2 separate regions of the Sus scrofa genome follow, and region 1 is linked to region 2. Evidence: chromatin contacts called from public HiChIP or PLAC-seq data. All regions are on one chromosome and are shown on one strand. The core of a region is the stretch at or near the end of the contact, and the rest is flanking DNA. Distances in the headings are between cores, read along the strand shown. Region 1 holds the start of EIF1B (eukaryotic translation initiation factor 1B). Region 2 holds the start of RPSA (ribosomal protein SA).

Evidence for each region. HiChIP or PLAC-seq counts read pairs in DNA pulled down with a chosen protein or histone mark.
Region 1: an H3K27ac HiChIP or PLAC-seq map of skeletal muscle shows a contact between it and region 2, with 4 times the contacts expected there. The contact joins the promoter of EIF1B here to the promoter of RPSA in region 2. A contact is called at or near these places in 2 of 47 Hi-C or Micro-C datasets (embryonic fibroblasts and liver) and 1 of 2 datasets of contacts at active chromatin or transcription factors (skeletal muscle).

What each region holds. Positions count from the first base shown.
Region 1 is chr13:24,573,196-24,579,386 of Sscrofa11.1, reverse strand. It overlaps EIF1B (eukaryotic translation initiation factor 1B), which reads right to left and starts at 4,204. Exons shown (of 4, transcript NM_001001635.1): 1 at 4,174-4,204; 2 at 3,074-3,237; 3 at 2,565-2,666; 4 at 1,901-2,181. The coding sequence starts at 4,204. The coding sequence ends at 2,137. All of the region lies in intron 2 of LOC110256427 (a long non-coding RNA gene), which reads left to right.
Region 2 is chr13:24,067,798-24,074,141 of Sscrofa11.1, reverse strand. It overlaps RPSA (ribosomal protein SA), which reads right to left and starts at 1,591. Exons shown (of 7, transcript NM_001037146.2): 1 at 1,567-1,591. It also overlaps a transcript of LOC641352 not described here.

The DNA.
Region 1 (6,191 bases), core at 2,955-5,454, 500 kb before region 2:
CCCAGGCTAGGGGTTGAATTGGAGCTGTAGCCGCTGGCCTATACCACAGCAACTCCAGAACCGAGCCATGTCTGCAACCTACATCACAGCTCACGGCAATGCCAGATCCTTAACCTACTGAGTGGGGTCAGGGATTGAACCTGTATCCTGTGTGCTAGTCAGATTTGTTTCTGCTTAGCCATGAGAGGAACTCCAAGATTCCATCTTTCTTGACTAGAGGTAGGATGTGTTGAGAAAGTAGCAAAAACTATGAAATATATTGAAGAGGTAAACTCTATTGGGGCTGATTTTTTCCCCAAAAGCAGTACCATCAAAACAGGGGCAAGGGTTCAGCTGGTAAAGAATGTAGTAACCCAAGTCATAGACATTTTTCACACTACCACTTTCCTCCTGCCTTAAGCTAGGAAGTACAAATACAATAGTTCCCCCTTAGCTGAGATTTCACTTTCTGCAGTTTCAGTTACCCATGGTTCAAAACAAAAATATTAAATGGAAAAATTCTAAACAATTTGGAGTTTTAATCTGAGCACCTTTCTGGGTGGCGTGCTGAGATGAAATCTCAGGCCATCCTGCTCCAGTGGGATGTGATTCATTCCTTCTCCAGAGTATCTGCACTGTATATGCTACCCACCCGTTAGTATAAGAAAAAACAGTATTTTCGAGGTTTGATATTGTCTACAGTTTCAGGCACCCTTTGGGGGTCTTAAAATGTACTCCCGTTGGATAAGGTAGGGGCTACTACAGATGTATTTCTCTGTCTTAGCTAAATGGTTTTAATGACATGGCTTGTGTAACAGCAAATAATCACGATTCAATAAAAAGGAGAAGTCTAGAACTCGAGATGGAGCTGTAGAAATCACATAATTATGAACTGCAAATTCTGTTATTTCTCGTACTACCCCCAACAGCCACATACCATACTATCTCTTGTGACTCCCAATTCCTTTGGTGAAATACATACCAAAACGATTTAAGGAAAGAGCAATGCTTTTCTGGTTGGAACCCCTGTGTTGGCACCCCAACTCTGTCACCTTCTGGCACTCTAGGGAAGTCAACCCCAACGTCAGTGTCTTCTATCTGTAGGACAGTGGTACCACCTACCCACCCACCTTTGTGGGGCAGTGCCTGTGTATGTCAGGAACCTATTGTGTTATATGGCACTTAGGGAGGGACTTGTGTTGGTATCCCAGTAATACAACTAATAAGAAGGAATAAAATAACTCTACATGCTAGTAATTAAGTTTAAACTACGCTTCATTTTCATTAAAATTTTTTTTTTTTTGCTTTTTAGGCGCGCACCTGTGGTATATGGAGGTTCCCAGGCTAGGGGTCTAACTGGAACTACAGCTGCTGGCCTGCACCACAGCCACAGCCACATCAGATCTGAGCTGCGTCTGCGACCCACACCACAACTCACGGCAACACCAGATGCTTAACCCAATGAGCAAGCCGGAGATTGAACCCTCAACCTTATGGTTCCTAGTCAGATTTGTTTCCGCTGTGCCACAACAGAAACTCCTCACTTAAAAATTTAAGCAGTACATTCTGACAATTTCTTGGCTCTGGCTAAGTTTATACTCCTGTTCTATTCTTAAGTCAGTAAATGAAGAACACAAGTTGCATTTAATAAAGGTTCTCCTCTAGCTTTAACAGCATCTGAAATTAACTGGAAAGAATAAACAGAATGAGAACTCCAATTTTGAAAGACAAAATATATGTGTATATCACTTGCTTAAATTTGGGAGCCTAACTGCTCACAAAAGGATTCAGTTTTTTTTTTTTTTTTTTTTTTATTGTTAAGCTGCAACATACATGGTTTAATACAACAAAAAACATTTAATCAAGTGAAAAGTAATAAACTGAACAATAAAACAAATAAACACTCAAAACAAAATATTTTCCATTGGAAACATGTTAAGATGAATACGGGGTTTCATTACCATCTTACTGAAATTTTCTTATGTGTTACTAGCCTACATACCCCATGTTTTCTGTAATCATGCAGATGTGAATGGAAGTTTGAATGATTAAATAAATGAAAAGTCCATTTACTGCGGAGAATCATTTCACGAGGCAGCCAAACTGGGTTTAGAGAACAAAATTACTCAAGAAATTCTCCAAGTATTTAGGTTCATTTTAGAATCCATGAACCTTAAGTTGCTCCTCCTTGACAATGCCAACCTGCAGCAAAATAAAATTTAGCAGAATCACTCTGAATAATATATAAATTCATCCCTAAGAAAACATAGAGCAGTCACCAAAAAGAATCACTGTTAATAGGTTATTGCAACACTGTTATTTGTGGCATAACGGTTAATAACAAACAATTCAACACACATTGTAATAACTTGACATGCCACAAAACATCCTAAATGGACATAGGAATGATCAGGTCACTAATGACAAAATAAACTGGCCCTCCTGCCTTCAAATTAAGTACCAACTTTGTATTTGAAGTAACTGATTTGCTTCATTCACATGATTTTTTACTAAGGACGTAATAATTCACATTGCCTTTAAATACAATACAACCTCAGTTATACATAAAGCACCCAATCACTCACCTCCAAGAGAAACTGGCAAATGTTTTTTCTTTGGTCACCTTGAAGCTGAATAACCTCTCCGTATTCAGGATGTTCAATCACAGTACCATTACAGGCAAATTTCTGGAGAAGTAGGTTCAACATAACTGAGTCAAATACAATGAGATTTTATTTGTACCCTAAGACTAAAATTAGCTATTTCAGTAAACTTGATTACATTTAAGAAACAGCATTTGTCTCCTATAACCCCTGAATTAATTTGAAAATGAATCAGCAGGTCACAGAGAAAATGATTTTTACTGGGAACATGGAAACTAAGCATTTTTTATTTTATTTTGCTTGAGAGCCATGTAAATCTTATTTTAAGATGAAAGACCATAGATCTGAATGTTAATTAGGAGCATGAACAGTTTTCTTGGATCTAATCATTTTCACCCACATTGACAGTCAAGTATACGTGTGAAACGTAATCCTATTTAGAGGTGTGCATCAATAACTACATTTTAGTCTCTTCCTCCTAACACCTTTACCTTTTTGAAAGCTTTCACAAGTTTCTTTTTGTCATAATCATCTGCAATGCCCTGAACAGTAGTCAGTGTCTTCCTGCCGTTCCGTTGCTGGATTCTTATATGAATGTAATCCTCAGTCCCTGCCGGGAGTAAGTCGTCACCCTTAGTTGCATCAGCAAAGGGGTCTGCAAAAGGATACAAAAAAATCCAAAGCAGGAAAATATCTTTTAGTTAGTAATCTCCAGAGAGGTGGTACGCTACCATCTAGGCACTCTGCGAAGAAGGTTCTGGTGCCTCTGCTTTTTTTTCTGCAGGTGAGGATGGGGGGGGGTGGTAAGGGTAAAAATTAATAAAATCTCCAAGGTACTCTCACAAAGAGATTTTAAACACGTATGTCCACTGATACCCGAACAGAAAAACGTTGTTACAGGTAGATAATGTTATTGTTGAATAAAATCCTCTAATGAGAGAAAAGAGATTTTATAGTTTTATAACCACTATAAAAATGTGCGTCATCTCGACTATTCTGATGACAACAGAAACATTCACAGATGCCACTCCAATCATTTAACCGTAACTCTGCCTCGAAAAAAGTAAGAAAGATATATATACAGCAATCAAGAGTAATTTTACAAATTACTACGGGAGCGGAGAAGACTGGGCCACTGCCCTGTGACAGATGAGCGGCCTGATCCGCGTCTGTTACTAAACGCCCCCGAGAGTCGCTCGCAAACAGTCCCGACCGCTAATGGGCGCCGATCCCCCAGCTCCGGGCCAGCCTCCCCCCGGAGAGCAGCAGGGGCAGATCTGCAGGCGGATCGGGGTTGAAGAGGTGGCAGAGGGCAGAAGCGAGGAGCAGACAAATCTAGGGGCAGGCCAGAGGGCGGCACGGGGCCCGAGGCCGGGGCTCGGGGACGGGGTCCGGGGCCGTCCTCCGGGAGGGGGTCGCCAGGGGCCCGTCGCCATCTTTCGGGCGCCGAGACAAAGCCCCACTCGGGGTGCGGGGAGGGCAGTTGGGGGCCCTCTGGGCCAGGGGGGCCGGCAAGCGGCCCTGGTGGGGACAGGCAGGGGCGGCCGGCTGGCCGAGAGGCGCGCGGGGAATGTGAGGGGCCCGATCTTACCGAAAGATTGGAGGTTCTGGATAGTGGACATGCGATACTAGTGTGAGGCCGGTGAAGGGATAAAATTCCTGCGGGGCCCGCCCGGATCACCGTGTCAGGAGGCTGGAGTGGCGAGAAAACGGAAATAAATAAGGAGACGCTTCGCCCCGAGGTAGGGATGCGGCTGGAGCGGCGGCGGCGGAAGCCGGGAGGAGGCAGGAAGAGGCGAAGTAGGAGGCGGAGGAAGAGGCGGCGGCGACGGATGCGAGAACGCGAGAGAAGAGGCGGCGCTGCGGCTTCTCCCACAAAATGGCGGACGGACACTATTTAGCCGCGCCCGCCGCCCCACACGTGACCCTCCCGCGCCAGACGCTCTGGGACTTGTAGTTTTCATAACGCGAGAGACCCCGGAAAGCTCGGGGCGAGCAGGCTTACGGGACCTCAATTCCCAGCAGGGAGTGCGCTCCCCAGCTCCAGGCGGTGGGGCTGGGAGAGGTCCAGCGGGCTGCAGACCCAACTGGCCCGAACCTGCAGGTCTAGAGCAGTTTTCGTGGGGCGCTCGCAGGTTCTCCCTTGAGTCCCCTTCTTTGGCCGTACAGTGCCTGCGCAGAGGGTTTGGTGCTGAGGGGGGCGATGATCATCAGTCACCCTCGAGGCCCCGTGTAATGTAAGTAAAATCTGGGTTAGAGGACCAAAACAAGGCTCGTAGCCCCGGCTTTCGATTCGATGGCAGCCCCTCAGCACCTCCCCTACCTCCCCACCTCCTGCCTCGCTCGGTTGCAGGAGCTCTGTAAGTCCCTCTGAAAAGTCGATATGAGAGTCTCTCGCTCAGGATTGGACCGCCCTCAGATTGCCTAGCGCGGTGATTCTCAAACTCCAGTGGGCATTTCCCCAGGGCTTGTTTCAGGACGTCTGGGGCATGACCCTAGAATTTGCAAATCCAGCAAGCTGCCAGGCGATGCTCATGCTACTGGTCTGGGACCGCAGTTAAGAACCACTGCCTAGCTTCAGTGGGGGCCCAAGTATATCCCCGAGCTCCATGGAACATACCAGAAAACCAGCTTGACAACTTGAACACAGAACAGGAAGGTTAACTGATAGGTACCAGAACTGTAATATCTCCCTAACAAACTATACACAGAAAAACAAACCTGAGGCCATGAGAATAGGCTCACCCAGGCAGGTGGTCAATTGTCAAACTTGGTTGATTTTCTGAAAGCAAATATGGACTAAAAAGTTAGGGATTCTTAACCTTGTTTGTGCCATGGCAGACTTGTGAAAGTTTATAGACCCCTCAGAATCATGCTTTAAGAAATAAAACATGTAGGATTACAAAGGAAACCTATTACATTAAAGTTAAAAACAGTACATTGATAACATAGTATTACTTCTTTACTAATGCATTAATTAACAAGATCTAATAGCAGGTCTAACAACAGCTGGAATTTCAAAAAGGTGCCAAGGAAAAGATACTTTGAGATGTCTGTAGCATCAGAAGTGTAATATAAAAATATCTGTAGCTTCTATTGGTGCCAAGTTGAACATCCTTCAGATAATTCTGGGATGTTAACAGCATTCATAATGGAAAAAAAAGCTAGATTTTGGCGAGAGATTAGTGAAAATGTAGGTAGTCTTTTTTCCCATCCAATTTTAGGAATCCCTTCCCCTCCCACCCCCCGCAGTTTTAGCCATGGACCAAGAATCTGCAGACCCCAGGTTAGGAATACTTGAATTTAATAATCTTTTGTGATCAACTATAACGATAGTACCATTTATTGAATGCATACTATTAGCTGGTTGTAAGCTTTATACATAATATTATTAATCTTTGTAGCCATTCTTTGATGTAGTTGTTACTCTATACTCAGGTAGAAATGGAGGCTTTTACAGGTTAAATAATTTGTCTAAAAACATCAAATTCTCAATTCTCAGGTATCTAAATCCATTTTTGGTCTTTTACTCATGATTTAAATGAACAACACTTTTATTATCCAAACTAAAGTGTAAAATTTTAGAGCTGGTTCTAAAACGAGAATCAA
Region 2 (6,344 bases), core at 342-2,841:
TAAAAAACTGCAACAGGGAGTTCCCGTAGTGGCGCAGTGGTTAACGAATCTGACTAGGAACCATGAGGTCGTGGGTTGGATCCCTGCCCTTGCTCAGTGGGTTAATGATCCGGCCATTGCCGTGAGCTGTGGTGTAGGTCGCAGACGAGGCTCGGATCCTGCATTGCTGTGGCTCTGGCCTAGGCTGGCAGATACAGCTGATTCGACCCCTAGCCTGGGAACCTCCATATGCCGCGGGAGCGGCCCAAGAAATGGCAAAAAGACAAAAAACAAACAAACAAAAAATTGCAACAAATCCTGTGATCTTTCTTTAGAAAGAGTGGTCTAGGTGTGAGTAGAGAAAGGGGAGCCAAGGGCCAAATGGCAGGAAACCATCCATCACGTAAACAACAGGATTCCCTTAGAAGACAAAGAAAAGCAGCAATCTCCAGAATGACAGGAAACCACACATCTTGGAGACATAAGTGCCCTGGAGGAAAACTAAGAAAGGTGGGAAAAGACAGTAATTTCAAGGGTCTGAATGTAACCAGTTTGCACATTATACCTTCATTACAATGAAATTAGCCTTGCCGGTAAAGTTTCCATTATGCACAACTTCATGACATTTCAGGTAAAAACTAAATAAGGACAAAAATCCCTTTCTTTGGGAAGGTGCAGCTGGAATGAAAATAAGAGAACATGACCCCTCACACACACCCCCCACCAATGACTGTAACACCCACTCATTTGTATAAGCGCTCACAAATGGTATGCCAAATGCAGGGCATAAAGAAAGAAAACCATAAAACTCAGAGCTTGGCCGAGCTTGCGCAGTACTTATACTCAGGCTGTAGGTGATCGCCGTTACTATTTTCCACATTTTGCGCTTTAATAGTAAGGTGAAATGGCTTTTAAAGCGCATGCAGCGGCTCCAGGAGACACGCAGCAACAGAACAGAACATGATGTAGCCAGGTGCAATCAAGAACCCACCACAAAGCTCCCAGCAATGCATCTTCCGCCCCTAATCAGAAAAAGCGTTCCGTGCGCTTCTCACCCAGGAAGCCGCCTACATTCTTTGGGAGTACTTTCGCCTCCGCCCCTTAATAAACTGCTTCATTTCTGTCTACCCCACAATTTCTGTGACTTCTAATTTGCATTCCTTGTCCAAATTCTTTTGGACAGAACCTGGACCTTTTATTTAGCCTGTCCAGCATCAGAAATTCTAACTCCTGAACGGGGAACAGGGAAAACCGACAAGCCCAAGAAACTGGAGAATATCGGCGGCTAAATCTCTGGGTTTACCGCCGAATGTTGAAGCGACAACAATGCTTTGCGTAGGCCTAACTCTAGGCATCCTGCCCACCGGCACCCGGGGTCGAGGCCCCAGTCTGCTTCCGAGGCCTTGTGGGAACACACGGGCCCGAGTCCCGCCACGTGCAGGCCGCCCGACCTGAAGGGGAGCGCGCCGGCCCGAGACAGACGCGCTCCGTCTGAAAACTTCCCCCCAGGTCCCCGCACTGCTCCTCTGAACGAGAAGCTCGCTCTGGTGGCCTTGGGGGACGCCCGGACACCCACAAACAACTCACCAAGAACAACGCCGTGTGGACCCCGGTCTGGGCAGCGCGGAAAGGAAGGGTAAGCGGAAATGACGTCCTTATATAGTCTGCTGCCAGCCAATGACAACGAAGAGCCGAGCGGAAGGGCGAACTAAGCAGGCAGTCATGGGGGCGGGCCTTCCTCCGGAAGACCGGCTGCGGCGTTGCGGTGGACGTCAGCGAAGTCCCTCGCGGGCTGGGTCCTGGGAGCGCACGGTTTGTGTGCAGGGACGCGTCCGGGAAACCAGCCAACCAGCCAGTCGGGCATCCGAGTTCCTTCGCAGCTTTTCGTACCTATCAACTTGAGTGGTCTCTCTTGTAAGCTGCAGTTTCCTTACGTGCAAAGGGGTGTTGAACACAAGCTTGTTTTGGGTAAACAAAAGCTGGAAAACTCATTTTGATTTTTTTGGAGGACAAGTTACTGTGTAATTCAGATTTTTAAAAAGTTATCTTCACAGCATTGTAAACCAAGTATACTCCAATATAAAATAAAAAATTAACAAGTCTCCTAGGAAAAAATTATTTTACAGGAAGTTTGGGGGGGGCAGAACAAGACTGCAGGAATAGTTTGCATACTTTTTTTCTTGTGGAGTGAAAATTATAATATCCATTAATAGATTAGTTAGTATTTATTCCACCCAATACCATAAAGTCCTTAAAAAAATAAAATACTTTAGTCCCCGCTTTGGTGCAGTGCGGTCCGTGGGCATCTTGGGAGCGCTGGGACAAAGATTTGATTCCCGGTCCTGGACGATGGGTTAAGGACCCCGCGTTGCTGCACCCAGGTAGCCACTGGATGTCTGATCCGATACCTGGCTAGAGAACTCCATATACCACCTGGTGGCCAAAAAAGGAAAAAAATAATAAAGTGGTTTAAAAATAAAATGAGTTCCTATTGTGGTTCAGTGGTTACCAACCCAACTAGTATGCATGAGGTTGCAGGTTTGATTCCAGGCCTTGCTCACTGGGTTAAGCCCAGCTTTGCAGAGGCTGTGATGTAGGCCGGCAGCTCCTGCTGCAATTCAACCTCTAGCCCAGGAACTTCCATATGCCACAGGTGTGGCCCTAAAAAGCAAAAAAGTTTAAAAATTAAAAAGAAATACATTCTATGGTACAAAAGGGAGTTGCCGGATGAGGGCGATTATTTTGAGAAATTGAAACCCTAGGCATTAAATTATTGTAAAGAAAACTGGAGTTCCCTCCTGGTGCAGCAGGTTTAGGTTTCCACGCTGTCACTGCTATGACTCCTTTCGCTGCTGTGGTGCAGATTCTCTGTATGCCCTGGTCTTAAGAATCAATCAATCAGTCTATCAATCAATGCCTGATTATTAGGCGTATGAAGATTTAAGCCTGGTTGCACTTAGAATTACTTGGAGTTTTTTCTGTTTGCTTCTTTTTTTAAAGGCTGTATCCCCAACTTGTGGAAATTCCACCGCTGCTGCAGCAACACTGGATCCTTTAACCTACTTCACCAGGTTGGGGATCAAATCCAAACCTTTGCAGAGACCCAAGCTTTTGCAGTTGGATTCTTAACCCTCTGCACCACAGTGGGAACTCCTTGGACATCTTTTAAACATATGCCCAACTCCAAACCAAAAAAAAAAAATCTAGATTAATTTTAATGTGAACTACAGATACACAAGTAGAGAAACTGGTAGATTTTTTGGCCTCATTTTTCGTTTTTTGAGATTTCTATGAGGAACAGGTTTTTATTTATTTATTTATTTATTTTGTCTTTTTGGGGCCACACCTGTGACATATGGAAGGTCCCAGGCTAGGGATTGAATCAGAGCTGCAGCTGCTCACCTACACCACAGCCACAGCCACAGCCACATGGGAATCTACACCACAGCTCACAAGCAACTCGAAATCCTTAACCCACTGAGCAAGGCCAGGGATTGAACCCATGGCCTCATGGATACCAGTCAGGTTCATTACTGCTAAGCTGCAATGGGAACTCAACAGGTTTTTAAATTGAAAGAAAACAAACCCCACAGCATTTAAATAAAGAACTGATAGCCAAGAAAAGTCATGGCTTTAAAAGCATCCTTAGAAACTGCCGAGAATATTTGCAGACATTTTGGCTCTCAAAAAAAAAAAAAAAAAAAAATGTCGGGGGTAGGGGGAGAGGCTTAAAACCAATAGATGGCTTTTAGGGGCAGTTTTCTGTCATTGCAGGACTCCAAGGGAGGGTGTTCTGGGTCAGTCCCAAACTATGTCAGCAAAGAACCTCCAAAATACTTCCTTTGTTAACAACTATAAAATTGTACTATACTTATGTTTAGGGTTTTTTTTTGTGTGTGTGGTTTTTTGGTCTTTTAGGGCCACACAGAAGTTCCCAGGCTGGGGTTCGAACTGGAGCTGGAGCTGCCAGCCTACACCACAGCCATAGCTACAGCAGATCCGAGCCACGTCTGCGACCCACAGCACAGCTCACAACAATGCTGTATCCTTAACCCACTGAGCGAGGCCAGGGAACAAACCTGCGTCCTCATGGATACAGATTTGTTTCCACTGAGCCACAATGGGAACTCCAATGTTTAGGTTTCGTTCCTCTACAAAATATTTTTTTCCCCACTAACTTTGTCCTTGAGAAGTGATCTGCATGAAGAAAATTTGTGGCAAGGAAGTGGGTTAATTAAGCCCAAAGATGAAAACATACTGTAATGAGAGTAAACCATGGTGAGGAGCCCTTGGCCCAAGAGGCACTTGGCAAAGAAGGGCTATTGCTCCCCAGCCATCTGTCCTCCCCACCTCTCAGCCTCCTGGTCCTCTGCACAAGTTGCTCCATTATTTTTAACTCATGCACATCTTGAGGGGCCACACCCATGGCATAGGGAATTTCCTGGGCCAGGGATGAAACCTGAGACATGACAGTGACAATACCAGATCCTTAACCACTAGGCCACCAGGGTACTCCATCAATGCACATTTTTAATGAAAATCTCAGAGCCTTCTTTTTGTAAACTTTGGTTTCTTGGATCTGTATGTAAGGAAAAAAAAAAATTAACTGTTGTGGTTCAGCAGATTAAGAACCTGACTAGTATCCAATGAGGATGCTGGTTTGATCCCTGGCCTTGCTCAGTGAGTTAAGGATACAGTATTGCCACAAGCTGCAGCACAGGTTTCCATGTTGCTGTGGCTGTGGTGTAGGCCGGCAGCTGCAGCTCCAGTTCAACCCCTAGCCTGGGAACTTCCGTATGGCACCAGTGTGGCCCTAAAAAGACAAAAAATTTTTTTCAATATAAAGCTGTGCCAGGGACTAGTTTTGGGGTCTATATTTGGGCACTGGATGGGTAGGAGAGTCTATTCTTACTTGAAGTGAAGAGAATATGGGGCAGCTGGCTGGTCCTAGGCATCAAATCCATCTTGGGCCACCTACCTTTCTAACCAGAATTCCTCCTTGCCTGTCTGGTATCCACTTGCCCCACAGTTCTCTCCAGGACTCTGACCTGTAGTGATCTGAGCAGGGTTCCAAAATCACTCCCCCACCCTTGTCCCAAAGCCTTCATGCCAACAGTTAAGTGGTAATGGGATGGTCCCTTCTGTCCATCAAAAGCATTCTGTCTTAAAACTTTTCTCCATCATTTGGCACTTTGTGTCTTGTGAATCTCAGTTTCACACATGCTAACTGTGACTCTGAACAAGTCACTTAACCTCTCCCAGAAAATACGAGCTGTTAAGGGAGTTCCTTGGTGGCACACCAGGTTAAGGATCCGGCATCATCATTGCTGTGCTGCAGGTTTATTCCCTTTCCTGGGAACTTCTGCATGCTGGCCAAAAAAAATAAGAAAAAAAAAGACAGCTGTTGCTATTTCAGCTGTTGCTGCTGTCCCCCTGAAACAAGGCTTTGTGCCCAGAAATCTTCCAGGATCTAAATGGACAGAGAAGGCTCACCTGATATTATTTATGAACCAGAGACATTTCAATGCTCTATAAACCAAAGGTACATATCAAATGTCAGAACTCAGAGTTCCCATGCAGTGCAGCAGGTTGGGGATCTGGCATTGTCGCTGAAGCAGCTTGGGTCACTGCTCAGGTGGTGCAGGTTCGATCCCTGGCCTGGGAACTTCTGTAAGCACGGACAAACACCCCCCCCCCAAAAAAAACCACCCCAAATTTCATAACTCAAAAGTTTCCAAAGTAAATTACATGTATTAATATTTGAAACCACAATTAACTAAAAAGGACATAATTATCCCTGAAATGGAGACAGGGCTGGAGATTCTGGATTGCTGAAGTCCATTTGGCTCTCAATCTTCAGAGTATTTCACCAAATGCCTACATCCTCACAAAGGCCCAAAGGCCATATGCAACCGCCAGCTTGATTCCCAAGGTTCAGGAACAGCCATTTCTGGAGGGTGTTCAGGAGCGAGTTCACTAAGAAGTCAAAGTTCACTGAGGTCCAGTGCGATGAGCTCTCAGGATCTGCTGAGCCAAGTCTCCTTTTATACAGATGAGGACACCCAGGTCCAAATACAGTCTAGAGTTACACCAAAAGTTAGAACACAGTAACAATTAAAATTCATGCTCAGTCCACAGTGTGTCACTCTAAAAATACTAGTTTACATACAGGTTTTCTTTGTGGTGGGATGCAACCCAGGTTGCACCCTGAAAAATGCACAGTGAGAATGAAAGGCCTTTCAGGCAGAAAAGAGAATGAACCACAGTACGATGACATATGCAAGAGCATTCATCCACATTCCTTAATCCGTGAGCCCAATTCTGTGAGAGGATTATTAAGGGAAGGCAAGTTACCAGGACAAACA